Regions from separate parts of the Mus musculus genome. Here region 2 is linked to region 1. A link is a contact called in public promoter capture Hi-C data. All regions are on one chromosome and are shown on one strand. Each heading gives the region's core, a stretch centred on a gene start, on an enhancer-like site or on the middle of the called end of the contact. The rest is flanking DNA. Distances are from core to core; before and after follow the strand shown. Region 1 overlaps Dysf (dysferlin). Region 2 has its middle 190 kb from the start of Gm10445.

Region 1 (5,600 bases), core at 1,257-3,756:
ACTGAAGGGAGTAGACTCATTCCAATTAGGCTGGGGAGATGAGTAGTGTGGATATTACAGAGAGACTCCACTCTTATGGGCTGGTGAGCAAAGGGGCTTTGGGCTTTACTTAGCTGGAAAGTGCTGGAGAGGAGCCAGGTATTAGGTGGCAAGAAATTGAGATTTTCAGGGCTGGCTTTCTTCTTGGAAGCAGCGGTGATGCCGGTGGCAGAAGATATGCCACGTCCTGATAGCCACAGCTAGACAAAGTCACGCTGTCCCCCTCCCATATGGAGAGCCCAGAGTGGCTCAGTTCTGGGAGGAAAATGGCCCCAGCTGATTGGGTGCCTGCACCAGGCCCTGTGCCTGCGGTGGCAGGTGGGAGGTTTGGGGTGACCACACTTGGACTCTGTGATTGACAGCATCACTAGCTTTGATAGAGGACGTTCTGAAAAGCAAAAGAAACTGAAAATAGTGGTAAGCAGAGAGTTCTGGAAGGGCAGGTCTGGGACTCTTACAGGCACCAGGGAGCTGGGGCTATGTTGAGCCTAGGTGAGGTCTGGCTGGAGCAGGGACTGGGGACCATGAGTAAAGTAGCTATGGAAAGTAACTGAGGGAGATGTCAGAAGATCCAGGGATGAGACAACCACATGAAGAAGGAGCCCAAGGACCAAGGTGGTATTTGGAATGGCAGAAGGAGACACAGGGGTGTTAGAGGCTCAGTAATGTTAGATGGGAAGGGAGCTGAGAGTGCGAAACTACAGGGTGAGCCCAGTGTTACTATGAGTTCACTGCTGGCTCTGATAAGTCTGACATTCAGTGCAGCTGTGTGAGGAGAGCAGATCTAGTGGCTGCCCCGCAGACCACCAGGGCAAGGAAGCAACTGGGGTTGGGTGTCAGCTGGGAGGGGTGGGACACATGGCCCCACATACTCATGAGATGTGAGTACTCAGACTCATGATCACACCCTACATGGCCCCATACCACACTCCCTTTCTACTGCCACCTTCACATGGTACTCAGAGACACACGCATGAAGGCAGGTTCCTTGGAGAAGGAAGTCAAGCAAGACTGGGAGATGTGGGCCCAAGCTTCTTGAAGTAATGACTGGAGGAATGGGGCAGGGTGGTCATGAGCTTTCTCAGAAGCAGAGACACTGACTACTCTTGTTTATGGAGGGGCATGTCGTGGGAGAATCACTGAAGTCACACGTCACACTGACAGACATGGAAGGGTTGGTGGATTTTGATTCATTTGTGATTAGCTTATGACACATGGAAGGAACCAGCCCCAGGAACCCCTCTGCATCTCTGGGGAACATGACTGCCAGAGAATCTGAGGGAGATAGTCTGATTGCTACGGTGGATCACACATAGTTCTGCAGTCTCCTTAGGGGTTCAGTGTCTGGACAGAGCCATTATCCTCTTTGGTAGTAACTGCCTGGATCACTTTGTAACTGAGCGCATGGAATCCTTTCAGCCCCACATACTCATGAGACATGAGTACTCAGACTCATGATCACACCCTACATGGCCCCATACCATACTCCCTTTCTACTGCCACCTTCACATGTTTCTAGTCTGGTCTAAGCTTCCTGGCCTTGCCCTGGAACATTCTGATGTCTTGGCCCAGGGACCAGAACTCACGCCCATGCTGCATCTCAGAACAGATTGCCTGGTGCTCTGTTACCAGGACACCACTGCTGGTCCTGATGTCTGCTGATGCCTGCCCTGACCTAGGTGTATGTGTGATAGGGTGACAGGCTTCAGGGGTGCTCCGGATCCTGCTGCATTTGCCTCCAATGCCTCTGGGACTCTGTTATATCATTCATAGAAGAGATTATATCTCAGCAGCCCTGGAAGATTAGCAGTGACTGTGCAGGCTAATGAGCAGAAGTCAACTAAGGACTGGTTACAATGCCGGCTCTGATGCAGCGTCTGAGTCAGGTACCAAGAGTCTCTACATCTAACAAGGTCCCAAGGGCTGCTGCTGCTGCTGCTGGCTCCAGGGCCATCTTTGAGTAACAAGGACAGAAGATAGCATGCATTGACTTCCACTTAGATGCTTTTCTGAGAGCTGCTGGGTGTATGACCAGCGTCATGGATGGTGGGGCAAGATCAGATTGCTTGTACTGCTGCTCTTTGGTGGATTCGGTGCTAGTAGCTTGGTCCATGAGGAGCTCCTCTGTGATTTGAGTCTGGGAAAGAGATACTTATGTGCGAGTGTGAATAAACCTGTTGCCTTCTGTATCGTAGCTGTTCTATAGTTATTCCAGGGTGACCATGCTGAGGGGGAGGGTGGTTGGAGGAGGTTATAGAGATCTTGAAAGAGCCAGGGAAGGACTGTGGGTGGGGTTAAGGGAACCTCCTGGGAATCTGATGGGTTTGACTGTCTGGGCCGCCGCACCAGGCCTGGTTATGCCTTGCCTTCCAGTACCCCTCCCCTGGCCTGTGCATCCTTGGCAGGGCTGGGCCTGGTCTGCCAGTTCCCTCTGGAAATCGTCTCTTTGGAAGGCAGGCCCTGTCTGCTCGTTAGCACCAGCAGCAGGGGCCAAGCCTGGCTCCCTCCTCAGAGCGGGAGGCCCTGGCTCAGTCTGCTAAGCGTCTGCTGTCTCCATCCCGCGCATTATTTTATTTTCGTATTATTCTTTTTCCAGCTAATATCCTGGCATTCCCAAAGACACCGGGTTTCATAATCTTCCTGGCGTTCCCAGGGAGCTGGGAATCGGAGTACAAAGCCGCTATTATAGCGTGTTCCATCAGCCTCCTCCTTACCCCACACCCCTTACTGCCGCCACAACCACCACCGCCCGGCTCCCACCCAGTTACCCCCCTCCTGACGCCACCAGCCTCTCTGGGAACTCTGGTGACGGCTGCTGCAGATTAGCTCACGGAATCTGTCCTGTTGCCCTTGCCCTAGGCCTGCCCTCCAGGCACAAGGATTTTTCCAAGCCCTGCCTCTGCACTTGGCCTTTCGAGAGGGGCAAAGCTTCTTGAGCTTCAGAGTAGTCTCGCTGGGAGGGAGGAGACAGGCCTGAAGCACGTGCTGGTGGCCTTGGTGCCTTCTAGAACTGAGAAAGACTTCCACGCTCAAAGGTGACATGTGAACCTTGGAGCTGCAGGAGAATTGGGAAGTTGGATGCATCTCCCCCTCCCCTGTGTGTGTGTGTGTGTGTGTGTGTGTGTGTATGTGTGTGTTCTCCTGACCCTTGTCAGATCTAATGCTTGCATATGTGTCTGTATGATGGCTAAATTCTAGTGTCAGGCCCTGGCATTATCTACTCCTCTAGGACATCCAAGTTTCTAAGAAAGATTTACTGTATCTTTTTTAACCACATATCACGGATCATGCAGATAGGTTTACATGTTGCCTTGTAGGCTGATATTAGCCCATTTTACAGTTGGGGACAACTAGCCTAGCTCCTGTCCACACATGGCTCTTTAAATTCTTTTCTAAAGTAACCAGAATAAGGAAGTGCACTTCCCGTCACACTGGGTGGTGCAGCTAGGGTGTAGTGATGTCATAGATGGGTCTTCAGGTCCTGCGTGTTACTACAGAAGAAACAGATCTGCGTCTGTCTGAGCACCTGCCTAGGGTTCCTTCCCCCTCCTCAGGCACTTTCTGACTCTTGGCCAGGCCACCAACTGCTATTTCCACCTTCATTCTCACTGGTGTACCTTTTCCCCCACCCAGGGTGCTTTGGGGTGGCTGTAGGAAGAGAGGATCTGAAGCCTCAGAAGGCTGCACTTGGCCAGGCTAGCATCCTTGGTTATCCTCGCTCCCTACAAGGATGCTAAGCTGGGTACAAAGTCAAACGGGCAGCTCAGTTCCTTGGGGCAGCCAGGTGTGGATTCCATCTCGCCACCCAGGGAAGCTGCCACTCAGGAAGCCTGCAGTTGGCTGAGACCAAAGTTGTGAGAACCCTTGGAGACAGGTGTCACCACCTTGGGCCATTGTCAGGGAAGGGCAGCTGTGAGTTGTAAGGGCTGGGAAGACGGTCAAGGAAAGGCCAGTGCCAGTGTGAAGTAACTCAAGACTTGAGCTGGCTGGAAATGAGGTATCATCTGGTTTGGCCAGGGTGGGGCTATCTCTGGATCTGGATGAAGCCACACTGTGTGCCTGGCACCTCCAGCCCAGTTCCTATATCTGTTCCTCCTCTGCGAGGCACCCTTCAAAGATTTGCCTCCTGAGTAGCTATGGCTGGAGGTGGCTGACTTCTTGGAGGACTGCTTTGTATATGGGCCCCCAGGTTCCTTTCTTGAGACAAGGTTTCATGTATCCTGGATTACTGGTCTTGATCTCACTATGTAGCCTAGGGTGACCTAGAACTTGTGATTTTCCCCACCTCTTCGATGGGGACTACAGATGTGCACTACCCATTATAACTTTACATAGTGCTGCAGACTGAACCCAGGGCCTTGCTCATGCTAGCTAAGCATTCTACCCATTGAGCCCCATCCCCAGATCCTAGGGGCTCTTGACCATCTGAAACAAGCACTCGCACCCTACCTGGCATTGTGCTAGCTGGGACTTGAGGGCTGGTACCCCATTCAAACCGAGGTCTCCCATCCCTCCTGTTTGCCTGCTAGAGAGGACAGTTTGATAATGTCCCCTAAATATATGGGCCCTGTATCTGCCTTGCTCTAACTTGGGTTTTAAATTGTTGAGGCCCTGAGTGTGTGTGCCTGCACAGTTGGAGCCCTGAGTATGATGTCACACGCGAGGGTCTATGTTCTTCTATTCCTAATTTTTTAAAAATCTGGCCTGGGGTATTATTAACAGTCATTCTAAGAAAACAGATGTGAAGAATCAGGGCACTTCCAGGCAAAGTGGGACAGACACTTGTTGAAATTCTTGAGGCAGCTGGCACAGGAAAGAACCTGTCCTGGATGTCTCCGCAGCCTGCGCACAGAGGGAGGAGACCTTGGGAGGACACTGGGCCCGGATCAGCCCACACGTGGCACTGTGCACTCTTCAGGTTGCCTGGTGCCTTCCCAACTCCTTGAAGCTCTCAGGCAGTAGTTTTGCAAAGATTTTAGTGAAGACTTTAGCGGCTGAGTCCAAACCCTGGTTCCAGCTGCAAATTAAATGGGGTTGCACCCTTGCCTGTTATTCTACTTAAAACCTGATTGGGAAGGGAGGTCTCCAGTTCACTCCCTCTTTTAAAGGGCTTTCTTCCCTTGGTCTGGCCTGCTGTCTTGTGTGGGGCTTGTGTGGTGGCAGCCAGGAGAGTGCCCTGGGTTCTGGGTGTGACTTCAGGCCCCAGCCTGGCCCTCAGCCCTCTGCAGTTATCTGGAACGTTGCTTAGATGCTCCGAACTGATGGATTCTGGGAAAGAAACCTTGGTCTTGTTAGAGAATCCACTGTTTAACTTCAGGGGAGAGATGAGCCGCTCTTGAACCTTAGTTTTCTCACCCATTAGACGACGGGGAAGATAATGGCATAGCAAAACAAGAATAGACCAGGGTTAACACACTGCAGACCACCAGCCCATGGCCTGTTTTGGCAAATACACCTCTGTTGGCACAGAACCAATGTCAGTCCTGGATGGCCTGTCACCACGTTGTGCCCCGATGGGCACTGCATCTGTGACAGATCCAGCATAGCCCACAGTGTGAAGG
Region 2 (5,600 bases), core at 2,285-4,784, 110 kb after region 1:
GGGAGGGGGCAGGGAAAAGAGACAGGGCTGGGGAGGGGCTGCAGGGCAGCCGAGCTGGTGGGTAGGGCACTAGAAGATGGGGAACAGACCCTTTCCTCATCCTCTGGCGTCCTGAGCCCTTCACAGGAAGGCCTTGGGCCTGAGGGCGCTGTGGAGGACACGGCAGAGGGAGCCAAGTGCGGGAGGCACATTTGAGCTAAGAACAGACATGTGGAGGCCAGTGTCTGCTGGACTAGAGTTGACACCGCGTGTGATGGGAACAGAAGAGAGTACCAAGATAGAGGGGCATTCTTTTGTTTTTGTTTTTGTTTTTGTTTTTGTTTTGTTTTGTTTTTTCGAGACAGGGTTTCTCTGTGTAGCCCTGGCTGTCCTGGAACTCACTTTGTAGACCAGGCTGGCCTCGAACTCAGAAATCCACCTGCCTAAAGCCTCGCTGACCACAAGTTGATGGAGGGGTGACTGAACTCCCAGTGACCTCCTGTGACAGCAGTGTTGGGGGATTGTCTTGCTCAACTCACTTTTGCAGGGTCCAGCGGGTTGTCAAGTTGACAAACATCCACTTTAGCTCATCTCCTGCCCTCAGAAACACCTTGGCTTTGGGGAATAGCTTACATTGGAGATCTTGCTTAGAAGCTGTTGAATTCTGGGTCACAGTCCAATAAAGGCACTCCAGCTCCCTGCCCTTGCTCTCAAGGGTTCAGCAGAGTGTGGGACCCACTTGCCTACACATCTGACCGGGAAGTGGCTAGCAGGGCAGCCAGAAGGGCTGGTGTCTGGCATGGAAGTCTCTGCCGTTAGCACCTACTGGAGGCATGGCTGGAGGGCTAAGGCTAGGGCTGACCCTTGCTCCTTAGCCAGGTGCCCCTCCCACAGAACCCCCGCTGTTCGGGCAGCCCCAGCTATACTTCCTGTGCCACATGGTGTGGACCCTTATTCCTCCTCCAACTTTTTAATTAGATCCCGCGCTCATTAGACGCTCAAATGCCTTCCAGACACCCCACAGCTGCTGGGCCCTCCCCACACCTGCCCTGCCAGCTGGGCCTCCCCCACACCTGGAAGCCATTGAGTCTCCAGCCAGGATCTTCTGATGCTGGACCCTCCTGTGACTTCCACCAGAGAGAAGCAGAGATTTGCTGAGGAAGGGTGGGGAGCCTTAGAGGTTGGCCTCCTTAGGACTGTCATCATAAGGCTGAGAAGTTCGGCTTGACCACAGCAAAAGAGAAAGAGGTCTCAGGTACCCTGCCTGCTTCAGCCTGGTCCACAAGATCAGTTAGTGTCCTTGGTTTCTTTCCCCTCATGTGCCTGCCCCCCTCCCCCGACCCCCAGCAGGGTTTCCCAAGAGGCTTCCCAGGGCCCATAGTCTGCTATCTGTTTTAGGCAGAGCGGGACAAGCAGCTTTGATCTAAGCAGGGCCGTGAGATTATTATTTGACCACGGCTCTCCTGTTGTCTGTCAAGTTGTAGCAACCATCTCCAAGGTTTCCAGTCACATGGAACCGATGAATACATCCATTATTTGTTCCCAGTACTTCTGAAGGACAGGGTGAATACAAACCCTTCTAAACCTCCAGCTGATCCTGCGAAAGGATGCGGTCACAGGTGCCCCCACTTCAGCTGGGCATCAGGTACTTGGCAACTTGCTCAAGTCCATTCAGGCAGGCAGCAGCTAGCTGTACCAGAATCCCACCCCTGCCATCAGTCTGTCCCTTGTTCTGCTGCTCCCTGGAGTGGGCAGTGCTGAAGGCCTGGGGATTGCTGCTACCCACCCTGAGGATGGGGAAGTGGAGAGATTCTGACTGTGTGGCCAGGACTAGGCAAGGGATTCATTTTTCCAGTTTTCAAAGTCACAAATAATAAAAAAAGTCATACTTAGAGCTTAGAAACACACACACACACATAGCTCTGAGCATACATTAGGTAAAAGCAGGGTCTGCCCACATGTGGCCTTACCCTTCTGACCTTGCCTGGCCCTAAAGAGACGTGAGTGCCCATGGCTGCCTAGTGCTCCCGCTCTTCAGCCGACAACCCAACCCCTAAGGTGGCCTGCTGCTGAGACGCATGAGGACCCTCATGCTTGGCATCTCAGGTGGCAGCAGTGAGTGGGGGCATGGGGAGGTGATGCAGACCCCATGTCCTCTCCTGTCACATGGTGATTGATTCTGGGCTGAGTTGGTTTGGGTGAACACGTGGCTCTGAGAGCTGGCTGGAGTTCACTTAGAAATGGGGAGCAGATGCCGAGGGAGGCCTGTCCATCAGCCACCTGTGCAAGCGGAGTGGGGGAAGTGCGGTAAGTGCTATTCCACGCTGCCTCCCTCTCCAGGTTCTGGGCCCCCAACAGAGGCTAGGAGTGGCTGGCTGCCAGGCCCTCCATACTTAAAGGCCTGGAAAAACCAGCCAGTGCCTAAGGTCTCCATGCCAGGAGGGAGGATTACGGAGCTGGGGTGCAGATGGTGGGAACCAGCCTTCACGGTCCACCTCTGCACAGTGGCTTTCCTGCTGGATGGTCCCCAGACCTCCCAGATCTAAGGCCCTCCCTGGCCACCTTCATATCTCCCTTAACAGTGCTGTTGGATTGGGGGCCAGCTTTATGCTTCCATGATCCTCAGCTTCTTCCTAAAGGGACCCTGAATATAGACCCAGTCACACTGGGATACTAGCAGATGAATTTGGGGGTGGACTTAATTCAGTCTATAACAGCAGACAAAAAAAAAAAAAAAAAAAAAAAAGACGGGTGTGGTGGCTCAGCTGGCAGTTCCTGCTTTCGAGATGTGAGATGTGGAAGAAGGAGGATCTGGAGTTCTATATAAGTAGTTGGGGCCAGCTTGAGATATATGACAGCCTATATCAAAACAATAACAACAAAAATAAAAAGAAAAGAAAGGAAGGAAGGAGAGAAGGGGAAGGAAAATAGGAAGAGAGGGGAGAAAAGAAGGGAGGGAGGGACCGGTTCCACAGTCAGCAAGTTTGGGAACAGATGAGAAACTTTGATCAGGCTCCTGATTGCCCTGAGAACCAGGGTGACCTGAAGGAGGTGCTGAGCCTTGTGTGGCCCCTGAGCTGCTGCTGCTGCTGCTGCTGCTGCTGCTGAGTCCTCTGTGTAGATAGTGTTCTCCATCTGTGGGACCCGCTGTCCTGATGGACAGCTGCACAGCTCTGGCTGACCAAGTCCTCCAATCGCCGCTGCACTTGAGGATGGGCAGCAGCTGGAAGGGGCTCTGCCTGGCCAGTTCATGGTCACTGTCAGCCTCAGCCTGCCAATGTCATCCAATCTGCCCGTGTGGAGTGTGGAGCAGCTGACAGGTTCTGCGCTCCTCCTCCCTCCCCCCTCTCCCCTCCTCTTTCTCTCCCTTTCCTTCACCTCCTCCTCTCCTTTCTTCATGTTCTTTCTTGGGAGGGCCCCAACGCTGACTGGCAGCTATGCCCTCTCTTGGCCCTCCTGGTCGTAGCGGTGCTCCCATGGCCCCAGAGAGCAGCTTTGCCCACAGATGTCTCCATGCTAGTTGGTGTGTCTGTCCATCTGAAGCTGCACAGCCTGTTACAGCTCACACTTCCCACAGCAGTCTGGTGTCTGAGCCCTCAGCAGATGGCCCCCTGGGTTCTATTTGTAGCTATCTAGAGTTTTCTCAAGCCCCCTCCTCTGAATGTTCCTGCATTCCTCTGAGAACCAATTTTAAAGTTCTGTTCCATCCAGACATTGCTGGAGACAACAATCCCATTTCTCAGTAGATGTGTTCTCTGTCAGTCAGATTTGTTCTCGCTGTACAAAATGCTTAGCATAAAGACATTTGTCTTAGTTCACAGGGTTGGAGCTCTGCTCTATGACAGGTTTGTTCTGTGGCTTTGAGCTTGTGGTGAAACAAACTACTCATGCCATGATCCAGGGAACACACACATGCACACACACACACACACACACACACACACACACACACACACAGACACACACACACACACAGAGAGACAGAGAGAGAGAAACAGACACAGAGGCAGAGAGACAGAGAGACAGACACACACAGAGAAAGAGAGAGAGTGTGAGATGAAACAGAAAAAGACAGACACAGATAATGGGGAAGGAGTGGCTGGGGTCACCATCCTCCAGTGACCTGAGGACTTCCTACAATGCTGCTTTCCTCAGAATTTCTTCCTTCCTTCCTTCCTTCCTTCCTTCCTTCCTTTCTTTCTTTCTTTCTTTCTTTCTTTCTTTCTTTCTTTCTTTCTTTCTTTCTTTCTTCCTTCCTCTCTCTCTCTCTCTCTCTCTCTCTCTCTCTCTCTCTCTCTCTCTTTTTTAGGACACTACCATCCCTGGACCAAGCCTCTAGGGGACAGGGCAGGTTTTCACAGCTGCTTTCAGCCTTGCCTGGAAGCTGAGTGAGAAGAAAGCTTACAGCAGGGTCACCCTTCACATTCCTCAGTGACTTTTCATTTGTGGTCTTCCAAGATAATTGGTTCTCAGAACTGCAGACACTCACCTGGTAAAGGCTTTAGATTTTTGTGGTTGTTTGAAGGAAAGTTTATGTATTCTGAGTTGTGACACCCCCATCCAAAAAGCATGAACACACTGGTAAGCAAGATGGTGAGACAGGGACTGGTTGTGGTGATTTCTGCCTGCCCTCTTCACCAGTCCTTCCTCAGCCACCCTGGGTGTCCCTTCCCTGACCACACACACCTTGTCACTACACCCAGTGGTTTGGGCTTCAGGGTGTGGTGGGGAAAAGCCAGAACCTGAGAATGACATTCTGAGTTGATTCCTCTCTAGTTCGCTTCTCCTTCGCCCCTCATTTTGATTCCCCTGGGTCCCACCCCTTACCCGTTTCCTCCTAGGCTGGAAGGCAGGGCCAAGGTCAGCTCCCTGGGGATGGAGGTTCTTTCTGGGCACACTGTGGAGTTTCCTGCCTAAGGTCCCTTCACACCAAGGACTCAAAAGAACCTTGCTTGCTCTACACTGGCTCGGCCCTTCCCACTGCTGGCAGTAGGCCATCGCCCTAGTCTGCCAGAAAGTGTATTTGATCTTTGAACCTAGGGCTGCCCTGGAGACAGACCTGGAGGCTGCTAAAGGCATTAGCATGGCTGGGGTGAGGAAAGGTACAGGCCGAGGGCAGGAAGCCTGGCAGGGACTGGAGGGGAGGCTGTCAGGTCTGCTGGGGGGCGGCTTCCTGCTTTCATTCTTAGTCTCTGATCCAGCTCAAGTGGAACACCTGAAAAGAGGCCCTTTCTTATTGTGTGGCCACTAACGCCACCATGGCTCACCTCTATGGATGATGGAGAGTCAGCTGGGCTATCCTATAGCCTACTTTGCCTGGAACTGTTGGAGTTCATCCCTAGAATCTAGGGAAGGCCTTGTAAGGAAGCTGTGCTCAGCTCTGCACAGCTCTTGGGAGTCAGCTGACTCTCTTCCAGTCCCTTCCAGGCTGCTGGGTGCAGCAGCAGCCCAGTTTCTGAAGCCTTGCTTGGCTTTCCCCTCTCAAAGTCATTTTTGCATGATGGACAGGACTGAGCTGAGGGTGGGGGTACTGCCTAGGGATGCAGGGTCTTTCCTCAGGGTGGTCTTTGTTTTGGTCCTGTGCAGGCTTGCATAGACCTCTAGCTATAGAAAGCTTGAAC

Evidence for each region. Promoter capture Hi-C pulls out the DNA fragments that hold promoters and counts their contacts.
Region 2: a contact with region 1 is called in a promoter capture Hi-C map of hippocampal neurons, with 2.6 times the contacts expected there. The contact joins two enhancer-like sites. A contact is called at or near these places in 1 of 39 promoter capture datasets (hippocampal neurons), 2 of 484 Hi-C or Micro-C datasets (the N1E-115 cell line and nephron progenitors) and 3 of 9 other capture datasets (adipose tissue, embryonic stem cells and pancreatic islet).

What each region holds. Positions count from the first base shown.
Region 1 is chr6:84,117,420-84,123,019 of GRCm38.p6, forward strand. All of the region lies in intron 30 of Dysf (dysferlin), which reads left to right. Among named protein-coding and RNA genes, the nearest start is that of Dysf, 100 kb to the left of the region's middle. Within about 2 kb of position 2,507, at least 28 of the 459 cell types and tissues checked have an H3K27ac peak or open chromatin away from gene starts, as enhancers often do. A contact at or near this core is called in hippocampal neurons, where this site is marked.
Region 2 is chr6:84,229,022-84,234,621 of GRCm38.p6, forward strand. No RefSeq gene overlaps it. Among named protein-coding and RNA genes, the nearest start is that of Gm10445, 190 kb to the right of the region's middle. Within about 2 kb of position 3,535, at least 27 of the 459 cell types and tissues checked have an H3K27ac peak or open chromatin away from gene starts, as enhancers often do. A contact at or near this core is called in hippocampal neurons, where this site is marked.